Regions from separate parts of the Mus musculus genome. Here all the other regions are linked to region 1. A link is a contact called in public HiChIP or PLAC-seq data. All regions are on one chromosome and are shown on one strand. The core of a region is the stretch at or near the end of the contact, and the rest is flanking DNA. Distances in the headings are between cores, read along the strand shown.

Region 1 (4,150 bases), core at 1,216-3,715:
CAACATGTGGAACCAAATTAAAGGGTCGCAGTGTTAGGAAGGGTGAGAACCACTGCCCTAGGCCCCTTTTATCCTGGTCTTTCTCATCTCATTAAGTAGCCTTTGGGTTTTCCTGGGCTCATGGTCCCAGGATCCTTCTTCTTTTCATCAAATCCGCTAACAGACCCCATAGTTTCTACCCCTCCAATTTCCACAGCCTCAGACCTTTTAAGATCACCGTCCCATCCAGACTGCATAATGGTGATAGCGGAGTCGGTTTCTTTCTTATGCTCCCTCCCTGTTTTCTGTGAGATATGCCTGTTGAAGTAACCCTAGAGGCAAAAGCTTCACCACCAGGAACTCATTGTCAGCTTTGAGTTACTTGAGATTAGTAATTCAAGGAGGAAAAGTGTTTGGCCTTCCAGCTGTGGAGGTTTCTGTTGGTGCCCGAGTCACCTCTGTCACTTTGGGGCCTGTACTATTGTGATATGTCACAGCAGCAAAAGAAGTTGCTCCCCTCTTGGTGACTGGGAAACAGGCAGGAAGATCTGGTGTCCTAATACCCCTTCAAAGTCTTCCCCCTTAACCTAACCCCTGCTACCGGGACCCACCTCTTAAAGATCCACTACCACCTAATAATACCACTGACCAAACCTTGACTATATGGACTTAGCTGAAGTTTCTTACAGAATTCTTCAAGTCACTCTGTTTATGTTGGATAAACTTAATGCCTACGTTGCTGTTTCCCTGTCATCTATATAATCTGTTTTCCTAAGTTCATAACTTACTTCCTAATTTGCTTCTTAGGCATTATATAAGTGAGACTTAGTTATGCAAGGACTACTGCATAACCGTATCTACTTTGTGTGATGGGTAATGAGTTTCTAGTTTGGAATACTTTGAACAGTACTGCTACAAACACTGACATGTTATTTGTGAAATGTACATAGTTCTGTTTGATGTACAACTTGGAGTGTAGCTGCTGAGTTAAAGGATAGGTGTATATTCCACTTCTGATACCAGCCGGCATGATGGGAGAGTTCTGCTCGGTGCATGTCCTCAGGGACTGACCTACTCAGTGTCTCATTCAATGTGAACGTTTGGATAAGGGTGTGTGTGTGTATGTGTGTGTGTGTGTAGTATGTGTGTATGTGTAGTGTGTGTGTGTGTGTGTGTGTGTGTGTGTGAGAGAGAGAGAGAGAGAGAGAGAGAGACTTACTTTGTAGCTCAGTCTGACGTGTAATGTACTCTTTGTAGCCCAGGCTAGACTCTAAGTCATGTATGCTCTTTTTGCTTCCAACTCTTGAGTGCTGGGATTGCAGACATGATCAATCATGCTCAGCAAAGTAGTGGGAGGTTTTGTTTTATTTTGGGGTTCTCTCTCTTTTTTTCCTTCCTTTCTTTGTTCCTTCCTTTCTTTCCTTCTTTCTACAGCAAGGGTTGAAGCCTGTTGAAATATACAGCCTTGAGAGGCCTGAAACTATGTAGGCCAGGCTGTCCTCGAACTCATGAAGATGGCCTGCTTCTTCCTCCAAGCACTGGGATTTAAAGGCCTGTGCTGCCACACACTGCTTACAGTGATAGATTTTTTTTTTCAAGGAACAAACTTTTTTTTCATTTAACTGCAGCACAAAATGTCATTCTCTTTATGCTGAATAGTTTATATATGCTGTTTATGCAAACTTAGCCACCCTCAGTCAGAAAACTACTCTAGGTTCTCTCAAAGCTTACCATGACATTTTATCTGTAATGCATACAGAATGGATTCATGTGAAAAGGGAAATCTCTTCTCCCATGACAGTGACAATTTTCCTCTCCCAGATCATGAAATACCCTCTTTTCCAAACCCAAGTGCAGTTTCATACTACACTTGGACCAAGGTATGTGTGTTTGTCTTGCCATGCCCTCTTGGCCCTGCGAGGCCTCGTTGTTGGGCCTGTTCTGGGATGTGTGTATAACAGAACTTGTTTTGTAGGCATGAATTAAATCCACCTTTGTCAAGGAATTTATTTCCGCTCTTGATCACATTCATATTTCCTCCACTTAACGATTTTTAAGCTAACCTCTGACTCAGTTCTTTTGATTAATCATCAAGTGTCATAAAGTTACAGAGCAGAAACAGATTTTTAAGGTCATCTCACCGAGCTTTAAAGCGTTTCTGGTTCAGTTGACAAAGGTAGGGTGTCTCGGTGGGTGATAGTGTCCTAAGCTTACCCATCCTGTGACTGTGGGAGAGAAGCCACACTCTTAGCTCAAGCACACAGAAACTTTTAGGAATGAGGATGCTGTGATCTATACAACACGTCTTCAAATGGTTCAAGAAAAAAAATGTCTCTGCATACACACGTGTTCATGTACAAAGAGAACCAAAGACAGACAGATAAAATATTAACAGGTGGGATTGGGCTAAGGGTGTAGTAGTGCTATTTAAGATATGACTTCTGTGTGAGCTCATATCCACATAGTTTTTTTAAGTACCTCATTTGTCCCTCTGTAACACTGAGGGAGGGTGACTAATGCACTTTGCTCCAGTGTGCTCCTACTTGTAGGGCACAGTCCCTGAGCTTGCCTAAGTCACTGCGGCTAGTACCCTGCTGGGTAGCAGGGCACTACCAACTTAGAAGACCCATAATAAAATTTAAATATTTTTAAATAATAAAATATTTCTGTCATTACCTGGCCAGCCCACAACCCCCAAGTTCTCTGTCTTCTTGTTATTGATAAGGCGTGCGTGTATCTCAACACCGGCCTGTTCTCCTCTTTCCTGACAGCTACTGCTTCGTGGGACACCTTTCTCATGCTATGGAGTTTGAAGCCACACGCTAGAGCTTACAGATACGTGGGCCACAAGGATGTTGTAACCAGCCTGCAGTTCTCGCCACAAGGAAACCTATTAGCCTCTGCCTCGAGGGACAGAACTGTTAGACTGTGGGTTCTTGATAGGTAAGAGGTGCAAACACTGATGGGGTCTGGGTTGGAGCTGTGGAAGGTGCTGAGGCCTGCCTGCTCTTAATGCACCTTTTGGGGCGATGTTTCAACTCCCTAGGGACCTGTACTCATTAGGGTCACAGATATACTGCCCAGGTTCTATTTTATTTATTTGTTTATTTATTTATGTATTTAGGTTTGTTTGTTTGTTTGTTTGTTCCCATAGCTGAGGATAGAACCCAGGGCCTTCTGCTTGCTAGGCAAGTGCTTTACCACTGAACTAAATCCCCAACCCCACTGCCTTGGTTTTAAAGACAAACTATTTCACACAAGTTTCTCAAAATTCAACTCAAAATTATGCCCTCTTTTTGAACAATCATTTGTAACCTGGAGATATGCACAATATGTCAGAAGCTTTGGGAGATGGTTAGAAATATCTATGTAAATCCGAAAGAAACACAGTGGAGTATATCAGAAGTTCATTATTAGCCCCACAGTCCCTGCCCAGCCAGGGTTTTTAAGGGCCCCAGAGACCCTGCTGACACCCCTGTGCCTGACACCCCTATGCCTGACAACCCTGTGCCTGACACCCCTGTGCCTGGAGCATCCTTTGATTGTTATCATTCATTTAGGAGCTCTAGAATCTTCTTGTTTAAAACATTTCCGACAAATACATAAATCATTGTTGAGTATGGTGACATATACCTGTAATCTCAACACTGAGAAGAAAGACACAGTTCTGAGTTCAAGACCAGCCTGGTCTATAGAGTAAGTTCCAGGACAGCCAGGGCTACACAGAGAAACCCTGTCTTGAAAAGACATTCATATATATTAATATATATATATATATATATACACATACATATATATATATACTATATTAATGCATTTGCTGAAGTTATATTATTTGATAATAGATCTTCTGTTCAGACATGAGCTGATAGCCTGTCTATTATAAAAGTTTTGTAGTTAGGATATCTTTTAAGTTTTAAATTCTAAGTATATAAAATTTCACAGATCCATAAAAAATGAATGGTCCCACTTTCTCACTGTACCCACCAACAACTTTAATAGCTGCCCTTGTTGAGCCATCCTTGTATCATATAGACCTCCAACTTCTTTAGATATTTTTAGACTTATATTTTCTAATAATCCCATATGTACTGCCACTTTCCTCTGTCCTGTACCAGAGGATTGGAGTGTCAGCATTTCTCTTGATTCTGTTGTGGCAGGTTTTGATTTG
Region 2 (4,150 bases), core at 825-3,324, 500 kb after region 1:
TTTTTTTTTTTTTTTTTGTCTAGTAAACCTTGCAAGTTATTTCCTTGTTAATTCGTTAAGTAGTTTCTTTGTTCATTTGCTCAAGGATATTAAATATTAGGCTTGATCTTATCCAGCTTTGAAGTTACAGCTCTGAACAATAATGAATCCACCTTCTGAGTATTGCCTTCTTCTTCTTTTTTAAAACAATGCAGGGATGGAGTATTAAATTATTCAGTTCTGACCTTCTGTTAACTTTTTGAAATCTGATTATCATCCAAGAAAGCACTCTAATTTTCTAGTATCTGGATAAATTGGTCAGCATGCCTTCTGTGTCCTCATTTATATATCCATTCAAATAGTGAATCAAGGGCTGGCAGGATGGCTCAGTGGGGAAAGGTTTTTGCTATGAATGTTTGATGACCTGAATTTGATCCCTGGGACCTACATAAAAGTGGACTGAGAGACCTAATTCCAAAATGCTGTCTGCTGATTTTCAAACACACTTTGTTTCTTTCTCTTTTTGTTTTGGGAACTTCTGTTCATTCTTAAATATTTTTAAGTGTTTTTCTGTTTTTGTTGGTTTGTTTGTTCTTGTTTTGAGACACAGTCTCACTGTGTAGCCCAAGCTGACCTCACACTTACAGCAGCCTTCTGACCTCTTGCACGCACCGCCATGCCATCCCAGTCTTCAATCTGAAGAGAGCATCCTCATCTCTAAAGAGCCCACCTGTGTCTCCAGGGCAAACTCATCACCTTCTTCGTTCTGTTATGATTATAACTGTCATTGTCTTACTGCCTCGTGTTGAATAAATTCACTTTAGGTCCTTCTCTTCCACTGAGACTGAAGTACTGGGGGTGTGGGGATACCAACCAGGCCTTGACTCTTTAGGATCAGCACAGAACAAGGCCTAGGTTTGTTACAGGATGGGTTCAAGATGAATGTACTCTTTTGCTTTCAGTTAGCATACCTGAATGGTGATCATAAAAACATACATCCCACAGTCTGATTCCTAACTCTATAAATATTGCCCCGTAGAAGAAGAGAAATCTCTCCTTAGGTGGAAAGGAGAAACCTACTGTGGGTGGTCTAAGGAGAAGACTTTTGGTATGAAAAGAGAAACACAAAGGACAGGAGACCTGAGTGATGGGGCCTCAAGCCAAGGAACGCCCAGATCTATCAGAAGTTCAAGAGGCAAGGGATGGGTTCCAGGGTTTTGGAAGAGACTCTGGCTCTCATCAGACCTTCTGAACTCCTGGCCTCTAGAGCTACCAAAAACCAAAAGTTTATTGTCTTAAGACATCCAGTTTGTGGCAATTTGTTTCAGCGTCTCAAGAAAGCCATGCTAATCTCTTGTGGTAACATTTCTGAAGTTAACTTCCTGTCAAAAGTGAAGAGGTCTTTGGATGGACTAGCATTGGGGAGGTTACACATACAAGATTTTTCCCGAACAGCTTTTCTGATCCTGTACAAGACAAAGGTGCATTGTGACCACCAAGGCTCTAGAATTTCTCAGCATCTTGGGCCACAGGATGTGCCTTTCTCATCCTGTGAAATGCGTGTTACCATAGGTCTATAGGCATTGATGTTCAGCGGGACAGAACTCTACAGTCTGTGAGACTTGGAGCCCATTTATAATCCGACAAAGTAGGGGCCTTAGGGAAGGTGCAGAAGGCATTGTTCCCGAAGTGTGCACACAGGAAACCAGCCCAAGGAGAATGGAATGCCTTTGCAAATATCTAATGTTTGCTTGGCACAGCTTGTCCGGTTGAGCTTTGCAAAATCTTCCTCAGGCTTTGTTTTCCTGGTTTCTGTGGAGCCAGTTCATGTCTCAAGGCAAGTCGGGGCTGGGCTGGCTGGAAACCACTGAGGAATTAGGTGAGTTTACTTGGTCTCCAGGTGCATGACAAGGAATGGCCAGTTCAAGCTATCATGTGGGATATTAATGCTTGTCTGGGGTACCCTTTCCCCTCTCGGTTATTAGTTTTTCTTCCTCAGTATCCTGGATTCTCTTTCTCTTAAATGTCAGTAACAGCTCAAGAGCTTAGGATGTAGCTCGAGATTTAGTTGTCTATGAAAGAATTAGTCATTGTATTTCTTTTGGCAAACCCATCATCATGTAACCCTGCAGCAAAATGAAGGGGAATCAGGAAGCCCGAGGATTTGACCTTATAACAGAACAAACATGGCCTCCAGCAATTAAGTTCTGGGATGGCTTGAGATGTTAAGAAGTAAATAGGTCTACATGGCTTGATTTATTAACCTTTTCGAGTTATAGGCAATATTGAGAAAAACAACTCAAGCTCATGAAAATAGTTGCGTGAAGAGAAAACCATTTCCAACTATTATGCTACTTTAGCAAACTAAATGGCGGGGGTGGGGGGAAGTAGAAGCAGAAAGTGCTAGAAATATTGTATCTCCTTAGCTTGACCTAATAAAGTCTTATTTATTTATTTATTATTTAATGTGTTCATGCTTGTGTGTACATGCATATGAAAGTTCACTCGCACCCAAGTGCGCATATGGCGGCCTGAGGTCAACATTGAGTGTCCACTTCATTGTTATCCACTTATTATTATTATTATTATTATTATTATTATTATTATTATTATTATTATTTGGAGCTAGAGTCTCTCATCACTCTGGCTAGCCTGACTAGTTAGCAATCCCTAGGGTTACCAGTGTCTTCATTTCCCAGACCCAGGACTACAGGTGCATGCCACACCACCACACTCAAAAGTTTTAAAGATTTATGTATTAATTGGATGCTGAGAGCTGAACTGGGGTCCCCAAGCTTCCAGGGGAATCTCTTTAATGACGGGGTTATCTCCTTAGTCCCTGCTTTCCCTGTTGAAAACTCAAATTATTTTGTGGCCACTCCCACTTGAAAGATTTCAAGACTGCATGTCTTAAATTACAGCTACTCTCAGACATCTCAATTAACTTTAATTCCGCTTTTCTCTAACGTCCCATCAGGTTATCTGTAGTCACCTTGTCTTCTCAGTACTTCCTGTCCTGACTTGGTTCCTATGGATTTGCATTTATTGCCCAAGAAGCTTAGTGGAAATGACTTTTTATTTTTTCAAATTTGTATGTTCCATATTTTTCTCTTTTAATGAACCACAGATAGATGGCTTTTGTTTAGAATGACATCTTTTTGCTCAGAGATGAGGGTCTCAATAGAACCTCAGCCCTGGGAGACATCACTCTACCCGTGTCTGATGTCTCACATTCATCTTTGTGGATTCTGACCTTAAGGTTTCTGCAGACAAAACCTAAGCACACGGATCCATATTACCTCCCCCTCCCTCAAACTTTTCCCTCATAGTCCAATATTCAGCAAATATGAAGTCTAACTTGTGGTAACTCAGAGGTATTTCTTTTCTTTGAAGCAGCGAGTTAGCCTGCTATAATGGATGTGAGTTCGCATGCAAACATGTGTGTGAGGAAGTGATGTGCATGTATGATGAGACATAAACCATAGGATATCTGCTTTCTTACGAACCAGCCAGATAGGGCCTTTATGTCACTTGAATGTGGGGTTCAGTTGACACATAGGAGAAGAGAGGCCATGAAATGAGGAAACTTGGAGTTTATGGCTGAGTTAATGGGCTACCTCTCTTTGCAGAAAGAAGGGGTGAATTTCTACTTTATTATCTTGGAATGTGAACGCCAAAGGTCTCTGTCATTGGGCCTGATGCTATGGCTTAAATCATACACTGAAAGCTTAACCTCTTGTGGTATTGAGGGGTCTTTGGGAGACAGGCAGGTTATATGGTCAACACTTTTGTGAGGAGAACATATGCATTTGTAAGAGAAATGCAAATGAGCTTGTTTGCCCCGGCACTGTGAGAGGACACACTAAGAAATGACATTTACATTGAAAGCATATTCTCACCATATGCTCAATCTGCAGCCCCTTAATTTCTGCCTGCAGACATGTGAACAATTCTCATGTTATTTTTCAATCTACTCAGTCTACATTATTTTACTGTAACAGCAGAAAGGGATAAAGATGTTAAAAGTACCACAATACTTTGATTCAGAAATCATTGTTTTCTGCAGTTCCTGCCCAAGAAGAAACTTGAATTAGTTCTTGATGTCTTGGCTAAGGTTAAATGGAAACAGCACAAAGGATTCTTATATAATGTCTTGACATGAGCGTTTACT
Region 3 (4,150 bases), core at 455-2,954, 460 kb before region 1:
CAATTTTTCCTGAATAATATGTCAACTGCTCTTGGCACAGGCTTGTGAAACTCTTGTTTTAACAAATATCAAATTGTTCATTGAATTTATATTACACTCTATCATTTTAAATGGTGGTTTTTATCTTTCCAAAAGGCCTGGAATTAAATGACTTTTTCTCTTATTATAACTAATATCTTTCAATCTCCTCCTGTGTCATTGCACCATAATGCCTGTTATCCACCTTTAAAAATCTGAGCTCTCTTCCAAACTCTAGTTCACATAGCTCAACTTTTATAGAAATCTCTCTGAGACTTGAACAAAAGCTAGTTATGAATTCTTCTATCTTACACTTAGTAGTGCAATTTGAAATAACAGTGTGTGCTTACACAGTTGCCCCACCCACTATGAAAGGAGTTCTATTCAAAGAGCAGAGGTTGTCTCAGTTGTCTCCTTAGTCTTCAGGTATTGGCACACAATGAGCATTCATAAAATGTTTTTGTACTTGTATCATGACTATTCCCAACTGAGAAATGCAGTCACTTCCCAAGACCCAAAGACATGTTTGTCTCAGACTTGGTCAGATAACATCAGGCCAAGAAGTCAGGGAGTGGCAGTGAAGAGCAGCAGCCAAGGATCCTGGTCAAGAAGTGCAGAACTGGTTCTTTGTGCTATGCTCCAAGCACTGGGAGGCAATAATTGCCTTTTCATTCATTTTCTAAAGAATGGAAAATTGCATGTCTTGCCAAGTGGCCTTGCAGATACTTCCTCATGCAGATTAAGCACTCAGTGAAAGCAAGCTGTGGGCAGGTATTACAGAGATTAGCTTGACTGTGGGTGGCAAGCCGCTCAGACTTGATGCTGCACCTTGTTTACACTAAGAGGGGAGAGGAAAGGAAAGGTCTAGGAAGGGAGGCAAGAAAAAAACCAAAATGGAAAGAAAGCACTTTGTTCTCATCTAGAAGTGCATGGAAATGCCATTCACAGAAGGCCAACGTGAAAGAAGTGAGAGACAAAGGCCTGAACACTACTTGCCCCCAACCTTTTATTCATAGCATCCATGGAGGTCATTGTCTTCCCTAACCCCACCACCTTCTTCTTCCCCACCACCCAGTCTATCACAAATGTATCCCTGCCTTTTAACAATGTCTATAAAAGAGAGAAAAGTCTACATGAACATGCCCAGAAAACCAGAGGTGAAAATAATTATAACCCACTTGTGAAGTGCAGGTTCAACTCCAATGCTTACATTCATTAGAAGCTGTCTATCTACAGAAGTTACATCTGTCTGGGGACAGTTTTCTTTTTGAAGTATAAATTCTGTATATTCCTCGACACCTAAATGTCAAAACTTAACATCTAACTTCAATACTACTCGCTCAGATTAGAGAAGGGAGAAAGTCGCAATGAAAAGTAGCATATCTATCTTTAGGTTTGAATTTTTTTTAATTTTGGGGGATTGGTTTGGAGGACATGTGATGTACATGCTCCATGGCCCCTTCTCTGCATCACCTTGTGAAGATCAAGATCAACATCTGTTTCATTGATCTGACTAGAAGAGAGAACTGTATGCAGAATTCAAGCCAAAGAGAAACCTATTCAACAGGCCTGGAATACCCAGGCTGACTTTCTACAGTGATTAAATTGCCCACATAACTCTTTAATCTCCCTCCTAAATGCTATCAAAACAGAACTGTATCCCTGTTTTATCAGCTATAAAAGAGAGCTTACTCACTTAAATAAGCAAAACTTCATTCTTAGTCCTCAGAGCAAGCCTGGGAGTGTGGTCCACACAGCAGGAAACTGACATGTGAGGGCTTTTGGCCATGGACCATCTCTACTGTTAGATTCTGCCAGAAAAGCTATATATAAATCCTGAAATTCACTTTTGGGGGAGTGTTGCTGAGCTGGGGAAGAAAAATTGAAAAATAAATGAAGAGATCAGTCCACAAGGTTATACAATCATCTACATAACAGCACAGTGATTCAGAGAAGACCAGAGATCAAGCCTGACTCTTCTGACCTCATTAATTAAACTCTGAAAGACCTTGTGTTAATTTACATTAACCTCCATGTCTTCTGAGCTCATCTTTAAAGTGGAATACTTTTCTCTACCTTGATCACATACTTCTGGAAAAAGTCAAAATACAAATGTCCGAAAATTATTCTCTTTGCTGTTATTACCGATGTATTCTGAAGGTAAATAATTGATGTAGGCAAAAAGAGATGGGTGTCTACAAAGCCCCTAACCTTTCTGATGTGAGATATATCAGGCTCTTATGTACTCAGTCAGACTAGAGGTTCATCCATTACATAGGACACAAACCATCTGAGGAATCCTCCAATTTTCAGATTCAAACTTTCTTGTTTCTTTTGGATACCCAGTCAAGGAATAGGGATTTTTGAAAAATACATGTCAGAATCGGGTGATGGTAGTGTATGCCTTTCCTTTAATCCCAGTGCTTGGGAAGCAGAGCCAAACAGATTTGAGGGCAGCCTGGTCTACAGAGTGAGTTCCAGAACAGCCAGGGATACACAGAAAAATCCTTTTTTGAAAAAAACAAAAACAAACAGATGGATGGATGGATGGATACCCATCCGTATGGTTGGTGGGCAGACAGATATAGGTACATATAGCTATAGATACAAATAGGTATAAATACATATAGATGTGCCAAAAACAATGTATGTTCTCTTTCATTTCAGGTTCCTAGCTCCAAAATCTCAGATGTGAGTCTATACCCTGGGGTAACTATAGAAACCAGGAAAATAAAGAGGAATTATTGCAATGGGGGGAGCAAGCAGAAAGGAGTGGCGGGGCATAAGTGATCTGAAAAGGAAAATGGGGCTTTAATTATGGAGGAGAGGGACACACATATAGAAGGAGAAAAGAGGACAAAATAACAGTAAAAATATCTGAGAAAAGTCATAAGGAGTCATACTATTGACTATCCAAAACAAAAAACAAAAACAAAAAACAAAAAAAAAAAAACCATATCCGCAATGCATAGAAGGCAGTGCATGAATATGCATGCAAAGTTTAAATAAACTGTGCCCATATGTGTCAAAAATGTTCTGCAACCCCATCCCTACCCCCATGCCATGAGCCACAGATCATCTGAAAAATAAACAAGCATATAACAACAACAACAACAACAAAACTTAACACCAGCCCCTATTGCTGAAGACATCATGCACTCAGACACAGGACCAAGAGGCCCTAAGCTGAATCTAACATGAAAGCTTCCTCCCTGAGAACCAGTTTCCAGGATACCAGAAGGTGCCACGCAAGCTTCCAAGGGAGGGAAATAACCAACAGCCATCCCATCTATGACGCCTATTGAACATATCAATATCCAACACATCACAGTAACCCTAAGGGTGCAAAAGTGGTAGGTACACTTTGCTTATAACCAACAGCTCTCTTACTAGACTTACTAGGCAGAGAACATTACAGAAAAATCGCAGCCAATCAAAATGCAGGGTTGAAGAGCCCAGACCACACAGTCCATCTATAACACACTCCTGTACTTAAGGAGTGGAAAAGGGGACAAAAAAGAGTATGTGCCAGAGAACCAGGAATTTCCTGCAGTGTTGTGTCTCCTAATAATATAAGAAGCTATGCCCACTATGGCTCACTGATATCTGCCTAAACATGACCTGAAGAGAAATGATACCAATTGACATGGTGACATAGAAGAGAAGCTCAAAAGACCTCAACTTTAGACAAAGAAATACTAGTAACTAAAGAAAACAGCTAGTGGGAGAAATTGCTTCTCCAGGGAAGAGGTTCCTAGCTACTTATCCAGTAGCAAACGGTCAGTCCTAAAAAATACATTTACAGGTGGAGTGAACATGTTGTATTTGTGTGTGTCTGTGTGTCTGTGTGTCTGTGTGAATAAAACAAAGAAAAAGAAGCCGTGAATTGGAAAGACAAGGAGGAAGGTGTATGGGAGGGTTGGAAAGAGAAACAGAAGAGGAAAATGATGCAATTATAATTTCAAAAAACTGATTTAAAAATAAATGCCAATGAGAATGACTATATTCTCTTAACACCTACTCAATACTTGCTAGACTCCAAAAGAAACATAGACCCCTTTAGTCCTATGTTGAAGCCTAACTGTTACCGTCTCCTAAAGTATTTAATTCTTTCATAAAATAATTCTCCAGG
Region 4 (4,150 bases), core at 778-3,277, 440 kb before region 1:
AGTTCCCTAAATAAACCTCTCATTATGAAAACTGTAGTTTGTTGCCCTAAGTTGCCCATTTTGAGCTATCTATGAACAATTACCTACTGAAAATGAGCCTGAGGCTGGTGGAGGCTGGGAGTAGACACTAGAAAACTTTCTCAACTAGAAAAGAGTGCAATGTATGAAATGTTGGTGACAGAAAAAAATGAAGTGGGTAGTCATGCTGTCCCATGTCACATTGGCTTCTTGTTCTCATCTCTCTGTTAATACCCACCTAAAGCCAAAAGTAGGAGTCATTATAGCTCAAGTGTGAGGCTTAGGTACCCCAAGAAACCTAAGGACTGTGCTTGTCATTCAAATTTGATGGGCAGTTATCAGAGAACAATCAACTTCCTGATGACCTTTGAGTATAATGTACTCAGAGGCATTGAAAGGACAGGATTGGTTTCCTTAAGGGTTCATATTGAGCTTTCTGACAAGATTCAGCTCTGTCAGGCTAGGCGTTTTCTCTCCCCTTTACAATCTATCTTTTTTCTTTTTTGAGATTGCTTTTTCTGTCATCCCCCTTTACAAAGTCTGACAAAGATGATTGCTCCATGATAGATTTCATTTATATTCCCTAATATCTACTTCTCTTTCACTTTGAGTTAGATGTGAGATTACACTTTCCATGGTCTGCTGAGGTTTTATGTGAAAATGTGATCGTGTGACCAGTGCCGGCTAAGGTAAAGTGAACGACACTCTGGACCAATGCTTTCTTAGCTTGAGTTGTGCTTGCCTTCCTTCTAATCTCTTGCTATTAGAACCCCTGAAACCTGGATATTTAATGCCATCATCACAAGGCAGTAATCCCTATGTGATGGTACAAAGCGAAGCACTTTAGGGGACCAGGAATGTAAAAGAAAGTTTAAGGTGGTTACTACAGCCTAATCTAGACTATAATGTCACATACAAAAGAGTGAAGAACATTGCCCAGCCCAACATCATAAAAATGATGGCACTATAACTCATTTAACATGCATTCCTTAAGCTCTTGCAATGAAAACTAGGATCTAAGGTGGGAGGATGGAGAAAGGAGAATTCTGTTGACTACAAAGAGCTCATTGTTAAACTGAAAAGGGAGAGAAAGTAATAATTTTATGAACACTTAATATGGAATAGAAGATTTGAAGGATCTTTGTCTAACCAGTATGCAGGTAAAACTTAGGAAACTGGTCCTGCCCGGTTCTTAATGTCGTCACTTCAAAAATTAACATGACCTATTTGCATGACTGTGTGTGCCTAGGCAACCTCTTAAAATGGAACGAAAACTTGATTTCTCTCTTTTAAAATACTGGATTGTGATTGATAGCCAAAAGTGGGCGTGTCTATGTACTCCAAATTCTTGGCAAAAACAACCTCCCAGGCAGTAGCTAGTGACAGACCTCTGGCCTTGCTGCTACAAGTTAGAAACAATGGAAAAGGAACCACTTCCCTGAAGCCCAGACTCCTGAAATGTCAGCCATTCTACAGATGTCTCTTTAGGTACAACGGGTCAGGAATTGAACTAGGTTCCTGGGTTGGACCAGTGAACAGAGCATGCTCCTAACCTCATTCCACAAGCCAACAGATACGGAGTACTACTGCTATTTGTTGCACAATTGCAAGTATTTAAAGAGCTATCAAAGAGATTTCTCTGGACCAAGCTGCGGATGGACCACTACCGGTCTTTGTATGGCGATACTGAGATTAATTAACTAAATTGAATTCAGATGAACCTAGAAGACAAAATGAAGATTACCTTTAAAGGGGACTGTGAATTAAACAGAAGTCCCTAGGATAAAATCAGTTCTCCATAAATCCTAGCTATTCAACAGTGGCATGGAAATGTTTGCTTGTGGGATAAAAAACAGCCCTCCGTGCTGAGGGAGGGGACCGGCTGTTTTTACCATATACTAGTTCTTGCTTTACCCGAGTCACTTCTCTATAAATATGAAAACACTGTGCTGGCGCTTCACAGTTGTGTTTTTATGTTTCCTCTGACATCTCTCGAGTCAGCCGTAGGGGGAAGCCCCTTCCTTCCTGCCTGCTTTGTTTTGGTTTTGTGTTTCATACCTTTCCTGGCAACAGGGTCAGTGTAGTTCTCTGGTTACCATAGAATCCAGCTTGCCCTCCTAAGCGAATGTCCCAGGGAAATCAGCAAAGTACAGGAAGAGACACACTAAAAGTCCCTCACGCTCGCCCGCCCGGATTGAGTCAACGGGCACATTCCATTCACACTCGTCCAAAGGGCTTCTAGGTGGGGTCCAAGCTAATATGAGTGGCAGCTTCCAAGTTTTATTGCTTCAAATTCCATGATCTGTCAAATTGGTTTTTTATCTTTCTTTGCAAGATTGTAAGCAGTTTAAATGAGTCTCTTTATTTTACTATTCTTTCATTTGCTGACTAACTCCTTTATTGCTTCTTAAATGAACTCTGTGGCACTTTTAACTTATTCCCCAGCAAAAGGGAATTGGAAAAACGTTCTTGGAGAAAATGGTAAATAGAATACAGAGTAAGAGCGAAAAACAGACTCCATTAAGAGTGAGCATCGATGGGGAGAATGAAAACCTGAGCAGATATTCAGCAACGAGCCATCAAGAGCTGAGATTAAAGCAATGCAGATTGCACGTGCAAAAAAACATGCATTTCTAGAGACGGGAAAAAAACTCGCACTTTCTCAGACCATATTTTGTATAATCCACTAATAACCTTCCAAAGAAACTTTTTTTTGTTATTCTTATATTTTGAATGGCGAAATAGAAATGAAAGGGGTCACAAAACCAGAAAGCACTTTTTACAGGGCTCCAAATCCCTCAAGAAAAAAAAAATAATAACATTTTTTGTTATTTCACTGCCTTATGAAATCAATTAGAACTTGATAGCCTCTCGGGGAGATTAAATTTTTTTAAAAATACAAAAGAAAGGACAATGGGGTCACAATGGGGACACGGCACAAATGCAAAGTTACAAAGAGACAGAAGCACATGGAAAAAACAAAACAAAAAAAAAAAAAAACAAGATTCTTTGTTCCATTTTCCGTGCAGAGGATGGTGCCCTGACATTCAGGGAACCAGCTCTGTGCTTTCTCTTGGTGAAGAAAACATAAAGTTCCCTGGAACAGGCCTGGGGTTAGTAGACACTGTGTCCTGCTACAATAGCAATAGCCATCGATAAACAACCACTCACAACTTTCTGTCTTGGTTAAGCTGTTATCTTCGTCTGTAAAAGGCAACGTGGGCTTTTTTTGCGGTGCTTTTAAAAGAAAACAGTCTGCCTTTGATGGAATGTCATCTTTAAACTTTGCTTAGGAGTGTGAAGGCATTCTGTCAATATCTTGGAAACGAAATCTCTGAGAAGCAGGTTTCTGGCCCTAAGTTACATTATTTACCATTGACTTTTTTTTTTCTTGTCTACAAAGCAAGTGGGGATTGCAAGTAAGTTCCCTTTCAAAGAATTTCAGAGCTTTTCATCACTAACATCTGAGTATATGACTTAGGAAAATGCAGAACTGCAACACTTGTATAAATTATTTAATGGGAAAGTGCCAATCACTAAAGCATGTCATTCAGTAAAGCACAAGATCACGAATTTTCTAGGTCATATACTGGCCTTATGACTGCAGGGAGGTCGCCCAGTTAACAAAGTGCTTTCTTAGCAAGCCCAAGGTCCTGGGCTCAGTCCTTAGTACCATACAATTAATTAATTATCTATTTTCATTTTCATTTTAAAAATTAATTTATTAACTCACTTTCAAAAGTGACATCATGACAAATGACTGGAAAGACAGATATTAAAATCTTTCACTGTGGCTGTTAAAATTTAAGTATATCTATTAACCATCTTATTAACTATTAACTATTAACCATCTTATCCCTAGAAAAAGTCTTAACAATGTATCTCTTTTATTTCTGCATTTGCAAAACTAAAGTTAAAGGTGATATTTAAACCAGGAATAGGGGCATATGCCTATATTTTCAAAACTTGGGAAGCTGAGACAGGAGGATTAGGACTTCAAGGCAAACCTGGACTACATAGCAAAAAAGAAGGTTAAATTTAATAAAACATATTAACAATATTTTAGAATGCAAAATTCTCTGCTTTCTAAAAATGGCTTTATAGGGTCAGCTGTTAACACCCTATCAGAAGG

The links. HiChIP or PLAC-seq counts read pairs in DNA pulled down with a chosen protein or histone mark.
Region 2: an HNF4G HiChIP or PLAC-seq map of pancreatic cancer cells shows a contact between it and region 1. The contact joins two enhancer-like sites. A contact is called at or near these places in 20 of 39 promoter capture datasets (the 3T3-L1 cell line, 3T3-L1-derived adipocytes, the C10 cell line and 14 more), 1 of 15 datasets of contacts at CTCF or cohesin (the NIH/3T3 cell line), 4 of 484 Hi-C or Micro-C datasets (bone marrow-derived macrophages, cranial neural crest, embryonic stem cells and 1 more), 9 of 115 datasets of contacts at active chromatin or transcription factors (bone marrow-derived macrophages, double positive thymocytes, embryonic basal ganglia and 4 more) and 2 of 9 other capture datasets (adipose tissue and embryonic stem cells).
Region 3: a contact with region 1 is called in an HNF4G HiChIP or PLAC-seq map of pancreatic cancer cells. The contact joins two enhancer-like sites. A contact is called at or near these places in 4 of 39 promoter capture datasets (3T3-L1-derived adipocytes, embryonic stem cells and liver) and 1 of 115 datasets of contacts at active chromatin or transcription factors (pancreatic cancer cells).
Region 4: a contact with region 1 is called in a FOXA1 HiChIP or PLAC-seq map of pancreatic cancer cells. The contact joins two enhancer-like sites. A contact is called at or near these places in 2 of 39 promoter capture datasets (3T3-L1-derived adipocytes and liver), 2 of 115 datasets of contacts at active chromatin or transcription factors (embryonic stem cells and pancreatic cancer cells) and 1 of 9 other capture datasets (pancreatic islet).

Annotation. Positions count from the first base shown.
Region 1 is chr10:99,122,081-99,126,230 of GRCm38.p6, forward strand. It overlaps Poc1b (POC1 centriolar protein B), which reads left to right. Exons shown (of 12, transcript NM_027740.7): 3 at 2,751-2,922. Among named protein-coding and RNA genes, the nearest start is that of Galnt4, 16 kb to the left of the region's middle. Within about 2 kb of position 2,466, at least 11 of the 459 cell types and tissues checked have an H3K27ac peak or open chromatin away from gene starts, as enhancers often do. A contact at or near this core is called in pancreatic cancer cells, where this site is marked.
Region 2 is chr10:99,625,832-99,629,981 of GRCm38.p6, forward strand. All of the region lies in intron 1 of Gm20110 (predicted gene, 20110), which reads left to right. Among named protein-coding and RNA genes, the nearest start is that of Gm20110, 19 kb to the left of the region's middle. Within about 2 kb of position 2,075, at least 18 of the 459 cell types and tissues checked have an H3K27ac peak or open chromatin away from gene starts, as enhancers often do. A contact at or near this core is called in pancreatic cancer cells, where this site is marked.
Region 3 is chr10:98,660,292-98,664,441 of GRCm38.p6, forward strand. No RefSeq gene overlaps it. Among named protein-coding and RNA genes, the nearest start is that of Gm34297, 120 kb to the left of the region's middle. Within about 2 kb of position 1,705, at least 22 of the 459 cell types and tissues checked have an H3K27ac peak or open chromatin away from gene starts, as enhancers often do. A contact at or near this core is called in pancreatic cancer cells, where this site is marked.
Region 4 is chr10:98,682,299-98,686,448 of GRCm38.p6, forward strand. No RefSeq gene overlaps it. Among named protein-coding and RNA genes, the nearest start is that of Gm40750, 120 kb to the right of the region's middle. Within about 2 kb of position 2,028, at least 156 of the 459 cell types and tissues checked have an H3K27ac peak or open chromatin away from gene starts, as enhancers often do. A contact at or near this core is called in pancreatic cancer cells, where this site is marked.